Regions from separate parts of the Macaca mulatta genome. Here region 2 is linked to region 1. A link is a contact called in public Hi-C data. All regions are on one chromosome and are shown on one strand. The core of a region is the stretch at or near the end of the contact, and the rest is flanking DNA. Distances in the headings are between cores, read along the strand shown.

Region 1 (6,678 bases), core at 2,127-4,626:
ATTTAAAAGACACTATGAACCAATGACCTACTTGATATTTATAGAACACTAAACCCAACAACTACAGAATACACATTCCTTTTACCTGAACATGGTATATTCACCAAGATAGAGTGCATGCTGGGACATAAAACAAGTCAATAAATTTAAAAGAATTGAACTCATTCATGTTTTCGGACACAACAGAATTAAACTAAACACCAGTTACAATAAGATATCTAGAAATCCCAAATATTTGGAAATTAAAAACACATTTCTAAATATTTCATGGATTAAAAACATAAATCACAAAGAAATTTTAAAAATATTTTGTACTGAATGATAATGAAAATACAACATATCAAAATTCCTGAGATTTGGCTACAGTAATGCTTGGAAGGATAGTTATAACTTTAGATGCTTCTATAGAAATGAAAGAAGGAAAGACCAAAATCAGTGACCTAATATTTTATTCTGACAAACTAGAAAAAGAAGAGAAAAATAAACCCACTGTAAGTAGAAAACATAAAATACTAAAGATAAGAATATGACTGGTCACAGTGACTTATGCCTGTAATTCCAATGATTTGGGAGGCATAGGCAGGTGGGTCACTTGAGGACCAGTTCAGGCAACATAGTGAGACCCCATCACTAAAAATAAAAAAAGAAAGAAAAAAGACAAGAACAGAGGTCAACAAAATAAAAATTAAGCAGGGAAAAGTAATAAAGCCAAAAGCTGTTTCTTTGAAGATTGACAAACCCTCAATTACACTGATGAAGAAGGGAACACAAACCACCAAAATCAGGAACGAAAATGGGCTATTACAACAGATCATACAGACATTAAAAGGCTAGTAAGACGGTATTTATAAACAACTTTATACCAAGATATTTGACAATTTAGACGAAATGAACAAATTCCATAAAAATATAACTTACCAAACAACACAAGATGAAACAGACATTATGAATAGTCCCGTATCTTTAAAATAAGTTGAATTCATTATGAAAGAAAATTACAAGCCTAGATGTTTTCACAGGCAAATGCTATCTAAAAAATTTTAAAACATACTTCAAAATAATGTGGGATGACAATAGCATATGTTAAAACCTACAGGATCTGACCAAAGAGGTACTCATAACTCAGTAGTTATGTCAGAAATCCAAGGACAGATCAACATTTGACAATGTGTCATCATTCACTACATGAATAAAGGAATAAAAACTATATGGTCATCTCAATAAACAGAGAAAAGTATTTGATATTTATCATTCATTTAAAATTTAAAACAATAAAAAATTTTTGGAAAGTCAAAAATAGAACTTTAAAAAACTTCATAAAGTATACCTACCAGAAAATAACAGTAAATACTAAACTTGAAGGCAAAACCTCAAAACTAGAAGAATGCAGTAGACTTACACAAACCAATAAGGGTAGATCTTCAAGAAGTATTTTTGAGTAAATCAAAGAAGTTGTGGATCCTTATAGTATTTTGTGAGTACAATACTCACAAAATACTATGTATTTTCTATAAAAACATACGCAGGTATGTAAATACATAAAAATAAAACTGGCAGAAAACACACCAGTCTGATCATTTCTGAGAAGCGCCAAGGACCAGGATTGGTGGAAGCACAAGGTATAGAGTTTGGTTAAGGGTGACTTGAGCTTTAGCTACCATGTTTCTATTTGTACAACTTTAGATGCTTCCGTCAGAAAAGAAGAAAAGATTAAAATTAGTGACCTAATAACCTACTTTAAGAAACTAGAAAAAGGTTTTCATTAATTACTTACCTAACCAAAATTTAATTTTAATACCATAAATACAAAAAACACTGTAAAAATACACAAAAACTGATTTATTTTCTTTTTTGAGACAAGTACATTACCATAGGTAAAGATTAAAGTAGTTCTTTTGGGTTCTTTACTAAGTTTGGAGACTATAAAGAAACTTTCTTGTATGCCACTTATTAATACATCCTGGAACTGAATTGACTCCATTTATCAAGTCAGGTAAATCTAGATTATGCCAAATTATCAAACACAGAGTCTGATAGAAAAGCCTCTAGAGTTTGCTAACATTCTATACGATATGAATGAAATAGAGACACTGGTGGATACTTTTTCTCTTTATTTCTTTCAGAATAGAACAAATTAGTCCCGCAGCTACTGGCAATTGGCTTTTTTTTTTCTTTCTTTTTTTTTTTGAGACGGACTCTTGCTCTGTCACCCAGGCTGGAGTGCAGTGGCGGATCTCGGCTCACTGCCACCTCCGTCTCCCGGGTTCAAGCGATTCTCCTGCCTCACACTCCTGAGTAGCTGGGACTACAGGCACGTGCCACCAAGCCCCCGGCTAATTTTTGGTTTTGTTTTTGTTTTTGTTTTTTTGTTTTTTTAGTAAAGACGGAGTTTCGCCATGTTTGCCAGATTGGTCCTGAACTCCTGACCTCAGGTGATCCACCTGCCTCGGCCTCCCAAAATGCTGGGATTACAGGCGTAAGCCACTGCGCCCGGCCTTGGCTGAGTTTTTATTAGATCTGAGCCGTTCAATTTCAACTACTGTTTAGGATCCAACCTCGCTCTCAGGCAAAGAATAGAGGAAATGATACCAACGTATTTATCTGTCAATAAACACTTGGTGATTTGAATATGGTTAAGGGATTCCTGTAGTTTGCCCCCCTTAAAAGTGAACTTTGTCCAAACATGTTCTAAATATGTGTGTGCGTGTGCATGCATCTTGCCTTGACAAGGAGCAGTCGTAAAGGTCCTCTTAAATTTCACCTAGAGACAGACTACTTCCCACCTCATCCTCTGAGGTCAACATTAGCCTAAATACCAAAGCCAGATTAAGACGCTACAAGAAAACTACGGAACAATATCTCTCATGAACCCAGATGCAACACTTCTAGACAAAACTTTTCCAAATTGAATCCAAGACCATATTAAAAGGACAAAAGCATCTCAGTGGTTGCTTGGGGACTGGGGGAGGGGCTGGATCCCTATCTTGGTTTTGGTGTCGAAAACCTATCAAATTGTTCACTTTAAATACGTGCAGTTCATTGTATCCCAACCATACCTCAATAAAGCTGTTTTTCAGAAACATTTGCCCACGTAGTTTTGCCTTTGGGGTGAATAAAGAGAAAAACGAGTGAAAACAGGGCATCATGACATTTCGTTCTTTTACGTGTATATATTCGCAAAACGCCCAAACTGGTAACTTTGGGAACACGGGTTCACGCAGGAGAAGGGCTGCTGTCGGGGAGGGCTGAAACTCGGGTTCCCGAAGTCGGACTGCTCGGGGGCCACGAAGAGAGGGGGAGAGAACGTCGAGGAAGAGGCAGAGCTCAGGCGGACGGAGGATGGAACACAGAGCGCGGCCAGGACAAAGGGCAGGCCAGACCGCCGTGACAGAGAAACCAGGCGGTCCGCTCCCGGGATGCGGTCTCGGGGGCGAGTTGGCCCCTGAGGCCCGGTGACCCTTCGCCCGCAACCAGGGCTAGCGCCTGTGTGCGCCCACGGAAACACCCGACTGACTGGAGAAAGAAAAAGGGGTCAGGGGACCTCCTTCCAGCTCTACGCGCCTCTCATTCAGAGGTAGAGGTCAGGAAAGGGGAAGGACGGAGCCCCAGAGCAACAGAAGTCAGGCGGTGCCAGGGACACTGAGGGCGGAGCCAGGGGAAGGCTGCCGAGCGCGGTCCTCGCTCCTCCCAGTCCGGGACGGGCCCGAGGCCTCGATCCGCCTTCCCCGCGCCGTCCTGGTCAGGGCCCCGCGGGGCAGCCATGCCGGGACGTCTGCTGCGGGGCCTGTGGCAGCGATGGGGCCGTTACAAGTACCGCTTCGTTCCCTGGATCGCGCTGAACCTAAGCCACAACCCGAGGTGAGAGGGCGGGACGGCAGAACGAAGGGCGCCTGCCTTCAGTTCCCAGACGCCACCACGGCCGCGGGACGCGAGGCGGACTGCCTGAAGCGGACTGCCGGTCTGCTATGGGCAGGCCAGGGAGGGCAGGGACTGAGGTGGGCGGGCCGGGTGGGCGGGGACTGAGGCCGCGGAGGGGTTTAAGGACCCTGGGCCAGAAGCGGGCGGGGCCGAGGCTGGTGGAGTCAGAGGCGAGCTGGAAGCCTGAAGTGGGCGGTGGCTTCAGGTGGGCGGGGCCTATGTCCTGTTTCCCAGTGTCCGCCGCGCTGCCGGGCCCGCGAGGCAGGGCTCGCCAGCCGGAGGTGTCTCCTGTTTTGTATTGCGTTCCGCACTGACTAGGGACCTTGTATCTGGGGAAAAAATGGAAACTTTTTTAAAAGACCGCTCTTACCGCGTGAGAGTGCGTGGCTTTTTCTCCACCAAGCCTTAATTAGGTGCTTGAATTTCCTCAGAAAAGCCAAACCAGGGTTTATTTTCATAGTTCATACAAGTACTTCACGTGGTTAAAGAAGCCCGTCCCGGCTGTGAGAATAGCGTGGAGTAGCTCGCGCGTTAAGAACGGGCAGAACGCCACTCAAAAGCAAGTCGGGATGGTGGGTTTCGGATTGGGGTGCGTCCCGCAAGCGTTATTGAGGGCTCACCAGTGATCATCTCAACACCGTGCTCACCAAAGAGGCCGACCGGGCGTCCCTGAAGTCAGTGTCCGAAAAATAGGGAAACAAAGCCCTTTCCCGAAGGTTGCATACTAGGGAAACAGGAGATCAGTTGTATCATGACTACGGAACCGTGAGGCGGGAATTACAACTTTTTTGTTCAAGTAAAAATAATGCAGTTAGTACAAAAAGATAATGATTATGGAAATAAGAGATGCAGTCATTGAAGACGTTAGTACTCCTGGAGAGAGTGTCACAAAGTATACGATGTTGAATTTGTCTTTGAATCTACAAGGCCATTTCTAAAAAGCAATTTAATGTGAGGTCATTCATTGTCATTGTGATGACATTCAGCTTGGCTGTTGGGTGTAGTACGGGAAAGAGCTGAACTTACTTTCTGCCTCTGGCTCTCCCACTTACTGGCTTTGGGACCTTGGGCAAGTTCCTTAACAACTTTGCTTTCCTTGTCTGCAAAAATGGAATAATGTAAGGACCCCACAGCGTATGGTATAGAATGGGTCTTTCATAATTACTGGCTGCTTGGGTGGGAAGTGTTGGGAGTTAGCTAACTAGAACTCCCCCAAACAATTCTTTTCTGAACTTAGTTCCCAGCCCTTCACACACATGAGAATAAGCTTATAGTTCCTTAAGGCCAAGAACCCAAAAATTATGCAGATAAGTTTGGCTTTTACCAGTTGAAGGGTAGTGAATAGAAACTTTTCCCATTTTCAGGACCCTCCGGTATGTTCCAGAGGAATCCAAAGACAAAGTTATCTCAGATGAAGATGTCCTAGGAACGTTACTGAAAGTTTTCCAGGCTCTATTCTTAAATGATTTCAATAAACAACCAGAAATCTTGACTATGCTTCCAGAATCTGTTAAATCAAAATATCAAGACCTACTGGCAGTTGAACATCAAGGGGTGAAACTGCTTGAAAACAGACATCAACAGCAAAGTACCTTTAAGCCAGAAGAAATTCTTTACAAGACTCTGGGTTTCAGTGTTGCCCAAGCAACTAGCTCATTGATTTCTGCTGGAAAAGGTGTCTTCGTTACGAAAGGATTGGTACCAAAAGGCGCAGTCGTATCTATGTATCCTGGTAACAGCACGATTAATATTATACTTTGCCAAGCCTCTTATGTATTGATAAATATAAGTTCAATAAAATACCCAGCCTTGCAATCCTTAGAGTAAGGTATTAAATTGGAAACTTGAGTTTCCATAGATTTTTATAATTCTAATTCGGAAATTAACTGTTTGTAAATTGTTATATGTTAGAAAGTATCCTGGAGTATTCGTTGGGATAAATGCACTTTTTCTTTCAAGGAAAGCTTTCCTGTCAGTGTTTAAATTTAGAACATAGTATGACCCACTTTGACAAATTACTTAAAAAGCACTAGAGAAACGTGTCAGTTTGGTTAGTTGATAGCTAAAAATAAAAATGGTATGGATAGGCTAACGCCTGTAATCCCAGCACTTTGGGAGGCCGAGGCGGGCAGATCGCGAGGTCAGGAGTTCGAGACCAGTCTGGCCAACATAGTGAAACCCTGTCTCTACTGAAAATACAAAAAATTAGCCGAGTGTGGTGGTGTGCGCCTGTAATCCCAGCTACTTGGTAGGCTGAGGCAGGTGAATCACCTAAACCCGGGAGGCCGAGGTTGCGGAGACTGTGGCATTGCGCTCCAGCCCGGGCGACAGTGTTAGGCTCTATCTCAAAAAAAAAAAAAAATTGGTACAGATCAAAACGTAAAAGATAGCGTTTAAACCCATAAATCACCGAATAAAGACCTTCCTGCCCTTTCTACACTTGAAAAGTAGGCAATTTCTTGGCACAAGATCATTTACTAGATGCTAAATAGACTACGTTATGTGTTAAACTAACATTATATTATTTGGTATAGTGGAAAGTGTGTGTGTGAATATTTGAGTCAGACAGACCCAGGTTTTTAAAAATTCATTCTCCTGTTTTCTAATTTTACATCCCCAAGCAAGGGAGTTTCAGTTTCCTGCTGTACAAATAACCTGATTTTGTAAAAACTAAATAGAATAAATTAATAAATAATAAAACAAGTTTAATAAATAGATTAACATGCCTGGAACATAGAACACACAAGGTAAATATTTTCT
Region 2 (7,278 bases), core at 4,528-7,027, 43 kb after region 1:
TCATTTCCTCTTCTTCAAGAGTTCTTTCATCATCATAGTCATGGACCAACATCTCAGCAGTGGGGTCAAAATCATGATCTTCAGAAGACAAAGACCCAACTGGAATAAAACAAACTGAATCACTTTACACATTTACAAGGCTATTAACAAAATAAAATAAAAATTTGTGTTCTTCTGCCAGTTCCTTTTAATGTTTACATGAGGGTTTTACTAAATGAATTTACTATATACTTTATAGGTTATAAATTAAGACCCTATGATTCTGAAAATATGTCTAAACCAGCAAAATAACAAGGCAAAGTTATTCACAAACACTTTTATAAGGGGTCTAGTCCACAAGAAAACATCTTATAACAACAAAGTGATTTAAGCAGCATGGTCTTAAAGAAACATTCTAATAGAAAAAGGAGTCAAACTTGCTTATCAGTTCATTTAATACAGCTGTCTAAACGCAAAGCAAAATGTCAGAAGAATTAAATTTCCAGAACGGAAGATTTCACAAGAATCTACTATACACTAAGACTCACACTTCAGGATAATATAAATTTTACTCAAATTCTAACCCTCAAATAAACACAACAACACAACAAAAATCTGTTTTATAAAACAAATACAAGTTTCTGTGAAGCAGCTATATAGCCATTCAGCTTTTAAAAGCATTGTATCACTTTATATGTCTCTAACAGTACTTCAAGTTCCCTAGCATTAATCAGACAAGCATTAAACTGTAAGACTTTGCTTTACTTTGGATTATTAACAAAGTTCTTAGGATTATGTGTAGGGAATACAGAAAATCACATCTGAAGGTTTTGGAAGATGTATCCATTGCAAGTTGTTTTGGATAATTCATACTTGTTTATAAAACTGTAATATCTTTTAATAGCAAATATGAAATCTACAGGAAACTCCAAAAACCAAGAGAAGAAATGACTAAAATCCACAATCCCAAAGAAATGAAATCAAATTTATAAGAAAACAGGACTTTCTCCACTTGTTTTACTCTAGTATCCAATTCAATTAGGCCAGTAACCCTCAGAGAAAGGAAGGAAAGTATCAGAAACTGAGGTTGGGGGAAAGAAGAAGTGGATGGAAGCATACTCAACATAAAAAGTTTAATCTGTTCTCAGTCAAGCTACTGAATATTTTAAAATTTCAAACATTTCAGGACAGTGTGAGATCATTACCAAAACACGGAACTAGGCCAAAGATTGTTCACTACGGAAAAACCACACACATAATTCATTATTTTTGATTCTGGGTTCAGAGAACTCTAGTTAGTTTTAAAAATACGATTTCTACAGGACTTAATTTTTTGGCAGGTTTACATTATGTTATCTTCCTTAACGTTGAAAAATATCTGCTCATTTAAAAACCTGTTGATTTACATGTGGTTTAATTTAAAAAGAAATACGGGCCGGGGCGGTGGCTCATGCATGTAATCCCAGCACTTTGGGAAGCCAAGGTGGGGGGATCACCTGAGGTTAGGAGTTCCAGACCAGCCTGGCCAACACAGCAAAACCCTGTCTCTACTAAAAATACAAAAAAATTAGCTCGGCATGGTGGTGGGCACCTGTAATGCCAGCTACTTGGGAGGCTGAGGCAGGAGAATCGCTTGAACCTGGGAGGTCGAGGCTGTAGTGAGCCAAGATCACACCATTGCACTCCAGCCTGAGCAACGGAGCAAGACTCCATCTCAAAAAACAAAAAACAAACTAAAAGACATACGAATATTAATTAATTAGCTCACATCCACCATTACAAATTTTCTTTTTTTGAGGAATTCCTGGCAAGTTCCATGGTATGCCAAAGAGGCAGAAATGAAATAGATGCTGACTTTTCCACCTCTTTGGTAGCAGAGCTCCTCTGGGCTCTTCTGTTACTCCTGTATCACTTGGCACAACAGGCTTCCCCTTTAACATGGAAGGTATTCAATAAGGGCCAAAAATCGAAGGACCTGAGGGTCTACTCCCAGCTTTGTCCTTGGCTTTTTGGGACCTGAAGCAAGTCATTTAAACTTTCTAGGTCTAGCTCCTGTCTTCCATTTGCAAAATACATGGGGATGACTGAAAGGACCTCAAAAATCCCTTCCAACTCTAAAATTCTCTTTTTAAAAAACTGGTTAATTGGCCGGGCGTGGTGGCTCAAGCCTGTAATCCCAGCACTTTGGGAGGCCGAGACGGGCGGATTACGAGGTCAGGAGATCAAGACTATCCTGGCTAACACGGTGAAACCCCGTCTCTACTAAAAAATACAAAAAAAAAAAAACTAGCCAGGCGAGGTGGGGGGCGCCTGAAGCCCCAGCTACTCGGGAGGCTGAGGCAGGAGAATGGCATGAATCTGGGAGGCGGAGCTTGCAGTGAGCTGAGATCCGGCCACTGCACTCCAGCCTGGGCGACAGAGCGAGACTCCGTCTCAAAAAAAAAAAAACTGGTTAATTAATCTCAGTACTTTGGGAGGCTGAGGCGGGCGGATCACTTGAGGTCAGGAGTTCAAGATCAGCCTGGCCAGCATGGTGAAACCCCATCTCTACTAAAAATACAGAAAAATTAGCCGGGTGTGGTGGCACATCCCTGTAGTACCAGCTACCTGGGAGGCTGAGGCCATAGAATGGCTTGAACCTAGAAGGCGGAGGTTACAGTGAGATTGCGCCAATGCACTCCGGCCTGGCTGATGTCTCAGAAAAAAAAAAAAAAAAACCAACAACAACAAAACAGGCTAGTTGATTAAAAACAGGTTACACTGTCTTTTGGCTTTTTACTTAGATTGAAACTTCTTAAAAGAAGTCAGTGATGCCAAACGGAAAAAATCCATTAATCCAGCTGCTTGACATCGTGTATATATTTTCCTAAAATCAGTTATAACAAAAAAGTTCATCTCAAAATTAACAAAAATTTTTAGAATAAATTTTAAAGATGTAGCCTAAATGACAGTCAAGTGAGGCTCTGAAGGTCGAGTAGATACAAAAAGTAATACTGTAAGGAAACAGACTGTTCACTCTACGGAAACAAGTTGTAATGGAAGATTTAGGAGCTCATCTGTGCTCCACCACTAACTAAAGTTATTTAAACGTCTCCTCAAGTGTAAAATAATGGAGTTGGACCAGTCCAGAGGTGCTTTTGCTGTAGACTATGAGAGGGAGGAGAGCGAGGAGGTAAACAGAAAGGGGATGAGAAACTGAAACAAAGATATCCTTACATGATTAGCACATGAGGAAAGGTCCTTATCAAGGACCTGCTTCAGGAATTCTACAAACCCCAGATTGTGTGTAATTATGCATATGTGCAGAGTTCTGGGACGCATCCCTTGCTTTCACTAGATCCTCACAGGGGTTTCTGACCTCAAGAAAGTTAAGAAACACCGTACTAGATGATCTAAGATTGTCTCAGCTCAGAAGTCGAAATCATCATTTTTCTGTGACGAACTTGGAAGTTTTTTTTTTATTTTAAGATAGCTTTACCTCTCAACTTCCAATTTTAACACAATTCATAGACATTTAATTATGAAAAAGAAACAAAGTAAGAGGAGATGAGGAGTTACGGTTAGTAAAGTAGTCCCAGAGTTCTGACAAATTAAGTCTCTCGAAAAAGCCGAAATTAAAATCTAAATTGCTAAAGTTGGTGTCAAGTTAATTTGGGATTAACTGTTTCAGGCTCGGAGAAAAAATAAGATATGTAATAATTAAAGCCATATTACTTAAAAGAACGCTTGTCGTAGCAGCTTTGTAACAGTTACCTTTCCAACATGCAAGAGAAAACAACAAAGAACAGTATAACTGTTCCTTCCCCAAACTTAACTACTAAATGCACATTGAAACTCTTAAAAATCAATGAACAAAAACCTTCAAGATACATTTCTGTGGGGAATCATTTAGCAACAGATCTTTGAGCCCACATTACCCACTAGGAACCACTGAAGAGGTAAGAAAATAGGACAAACCTGGGCTCGAACTTCCAAAAGAAGCCTAGGAGAGAGAGAAGAAAACGTGAGATTAGATCCCGCAGCCGGGGAAAGAGGCAGCGTCGGCAACAGGGCGCAGAGGAGGCGGAGTCGAGCGCTCCACCGCAGCTGCCAAAAGTGCAAGACGTAGCTTCGCTCCAATCTTTCCCGGCCCCTTTCGGGCCCCCTCTTGGCTGCCTCGCCTTCCTCCCCGAGTCCCCAGTGTACAAACTCACAGACCCGGGACTAAGCCCGGAGTCTGAGAGGCAACTCCAAGTCGCTTCTTGGAGCTCAGCAAGTTAAAAAGCGGAGAAGCAAAACCCAGAGCAGTCGGCTCGCACCATCAGTCCCCCATCCCTGGCATCTCCGGAGTCCCCCAAATCCCGCCCGGCTCTCCGAAGCCCCAAGCAACTCGAAACGTAACACCCTTTTCTGGAATGAACTCGCGTTCTGAGCACCCAGTCTGCCCCTGGGGCCCGGGAGCCCCAACTCCGAGGCCGATCTCTTCCCCTGGAGCACAGGCCAGCTCGAATCGGACACTCGCCCCCAAACCAAAGCGCGAGCCCCCCATCCTCTCTCCCGAGTCCAGAGATGCAGCTCCTCTTAGTTTCAGGGATGCTGGCTCCTTCCGAGTGTTCAGTCCCTCCCTGGACCGCCAGCGCGCCTCCAGCCCCGGCGAGCTCCAGCCTAGGGGCTCCTGCCACAACGCCCCCTCCCCCCAGCTCACCAGTCCCGGGGGACATGGCCGGGGCAGCTTCGCTTGCCCAGCCTTCTTTCCTCCAGCCCAGAGTAAACTGGGGCTATCAAGCCTCTCTCCTGGAGAGGGCGTTGAGGGTCTCGGTCTGCCCTTTAACCCCAGGGGCGCCCGCACCTCCCGGGCTACGGGGCGGGGAGTCCCGCTCTTCAGCGAAGCCCGGTGGCCGCGCATCCCGCTCTTCTCCGCGCCCCCAGCAAAGTAAAGCGTGCGGCTCCTTCGCGCCGCAGCCCGGGCCCGGTGGGCCGGGGGCACAGCGCACGACTCCCGCAGGGCAGTGGCGCAGCCCGCTCCCCTCTTTGCGATCCGGCCGCGGAGGGGGGGCTCGGCCGGTTTACACCCACCCGGGCCCCGGGAAGAGGCGCGGAGGCGCCGGCGGCCCGCGTCAGCGGCCGGGGGCACGGCACTGCCCCGTCCCTGGGGCAGGGCTCGCTGCCGCCGGCCGCCACCTCCGTCCGGCTCCGTCGCCCGGCCCGACCGGGGCCGGAGCCGCCGCGGCCTAGTCCCGGAGGGAGACCGCTCCCGCGCCCGCTCCCGCCCCCCGGCCGGCCCCGCCGCGGCCAGTCGCCGCCCCGCGACCCCCGCGTTGCCACGCCGCCCTTCATGGGGCCGCGGAAAGAGCCCCGGATCCCCCAGGCTGGCTCGGGGGCCGCGGGGAGCCGCCGGGCGCCCGTTCCAGCCCGGCTGCTCCTGCCCGGTTTCCCTGCTCACCTCCGCCATATTGGTACCTTTAGGGCGAACGAGCAGCGCCGAGCCCAGTCCCCGGATGGGGCGCCTGAGCCAATCGCAGCCGCCGCCGCCGCCGCCGCCGCCGCCGCCGCGGTCCGCCCGGCACCCGCCCGGCGGCGGAGGCGGCACGGCCCCTTATAGGGCAGGGCGGCCCGCGACGCCCCCGGCCCGCTCGCACGCCCACACTGCCTGGCGCCCCTCGCCACCCGCGTGCCCGCCGCAGCCGGCCAGACGCGCACCCGCGCTTACGGTCCTTCTCCCGGCTGGAGTAAAGTTCCTGCGGAATTGGAGGCAAGTGGGGGACGGACGGACGCACGGGCGCGGGACAGACCCACGTCCAGCCAGTGGAGGCCCAAGAGCCGGCGGGCGCGTTTGGGGACCGACCCACAGACACCGCGGCGCGGGAGGGCGTGCGGGCAGGAAATTTGGACTGGCAGGAGATGTGCAGGGGAACTCGACAGACTCAACTTCCCTAAGAGGAGGAGGTGATCGATGAAATAGACGTGGGAGGAAGTCTGGGAAATGGGAGAAGAGGCTGGTGGATGGCAGAGTCAGTCCACAATGAGAGGACAACAGTCAGGCACTTTGCCATTTCCACGAAGAGACCTGCAGGAATGGGAGATGGAGACCGGTGTACACTGGCTTACGGAGTGGACAATGGAAGTAGACATTTGCCAAACAGGTTATTGACAGCACAGAAGAAAAGACAAAAGATCGACAGGGCAGAGAAATGATGCTGAACATACTTGTACAGTTCAAGAAGATGCCCAAAAAATATAAACTGTCCTGTTACGAAAAAAAATTAGACCAGTTCTAGGAATTGTTCATCACCAGTGTGTCTTAGGGGATGACCCAGAGATACTTGATACATCTGTTGAAGGACGGAAACAGCATATGAAAGGCCCTGAACTGAGTCTCAAAAATTCTACCCCCCACTTCCCTCACCTCTCCAAAAAGGCCAAACATTTGGGTAGGATCATAAAAGGAAACTAGTCCCCTGTGCAAGTGGATGGGTGAAAGACGGAGCATAAGGCTTAACAGGAATACCTGCTCCTACATGTGCCTTATGACCATTTGCTCTTCATTGGGGGAGATTACTCTCTGGAAGGGCCACATCCACACTGAAAGCCTTTGAGCCAAGTACACAAAAATATACGCTAACGGCTGATTGGAGAGTTAGGTCCTGCAGTTAAAGTAAGGTATGGAGTTGCCCTAGCAATTTCAGAGGACACATTGTCCTGAAGTGGGAGGCCAGTTTTATCTGTGGAAAAGAAAGTCGGCTGTAAGGTACAGGATAAGTGAGATGCAAACTCAATCAGGAATTATAGCAGGACCCTACAGGAATTTGGAGAGAGTGATCTCAGACACCAGAGCTCTTCCAGCTTTTTTCTAAAACATACATAATATTAAATGATAAAGACAAGTTTTTTAGAAGCCAGAACTTTTCATACTTTATACTTTTAATCCAAACATGAAAGGTCTTGATTTTAACCTGGGGTCCCTCCAATTCCCTTATTGCTGGAGCGCCTACTGTGGATGAGGCTGGAGACTGGAGGTAGGGAGAGGGTTATTTTCAAATTTTTTGCCAAGGCATCTCAAAATCAAGCTTATACCACGGGTAAAAGTTATTTATTTATGGAAATTTTAGGGAAAATCACTCCAACTATTTCTAAACATCATAAAGACATGGAAAATTACACTTTCCCTGCTGTGAAAGATATCTTTCGACCTTTTGTCCAGTCAAATAACTCAAAAACAGCTGAACTTTGAAACCAGACCTTGGCACACATTGTATGTATTCTCCTCAATGAGGCGTTCAGAGTTTTCAAAGTAAAAAAAAAAAAAAAAAATGGCTTGAA

Evidence for each region. Hi-C and Micro-C count contacts between places; a contact is called where the count stands out from the background.
Region 2: a contact with region 1 is called in a Hi-C map of liver, with 2.7 times the contacts expected there. The contact joins the promoter of MIER3 here to the promoter of SETD9 in region 1. A contact is called at or near these places in 2 of 14 Hi-C or Micro-C datasets (fetal cortex germinal zone and liver).

What each region holds. Positions count from the first base shown.
Region 1 is chr6:64,721,273-64,727,950 of T2T-MMU8v2.0, forward strand. SETD9 (SET domain containing 9) reads left to right here and starts at 3,377. Exons shown (of 6, transcript NM_001194171.2): 1 at 3,377-3,858; 2 at 5,283-5,650. The coding sequence starts at 3,761.
Region 2 is chr6:64,762,278-64,769,555 of T2T-MMU8v2.0, forward strand. It overlaps MIER3 (MIER family member 3), which reads right to left and starts at 5,778. Exons shown (of 13, transcript XM_078004745.1): 1 at 5,659-5,778; 2 at 3,937-3,961; 3 at 1-99. The coding sequence starts at 52.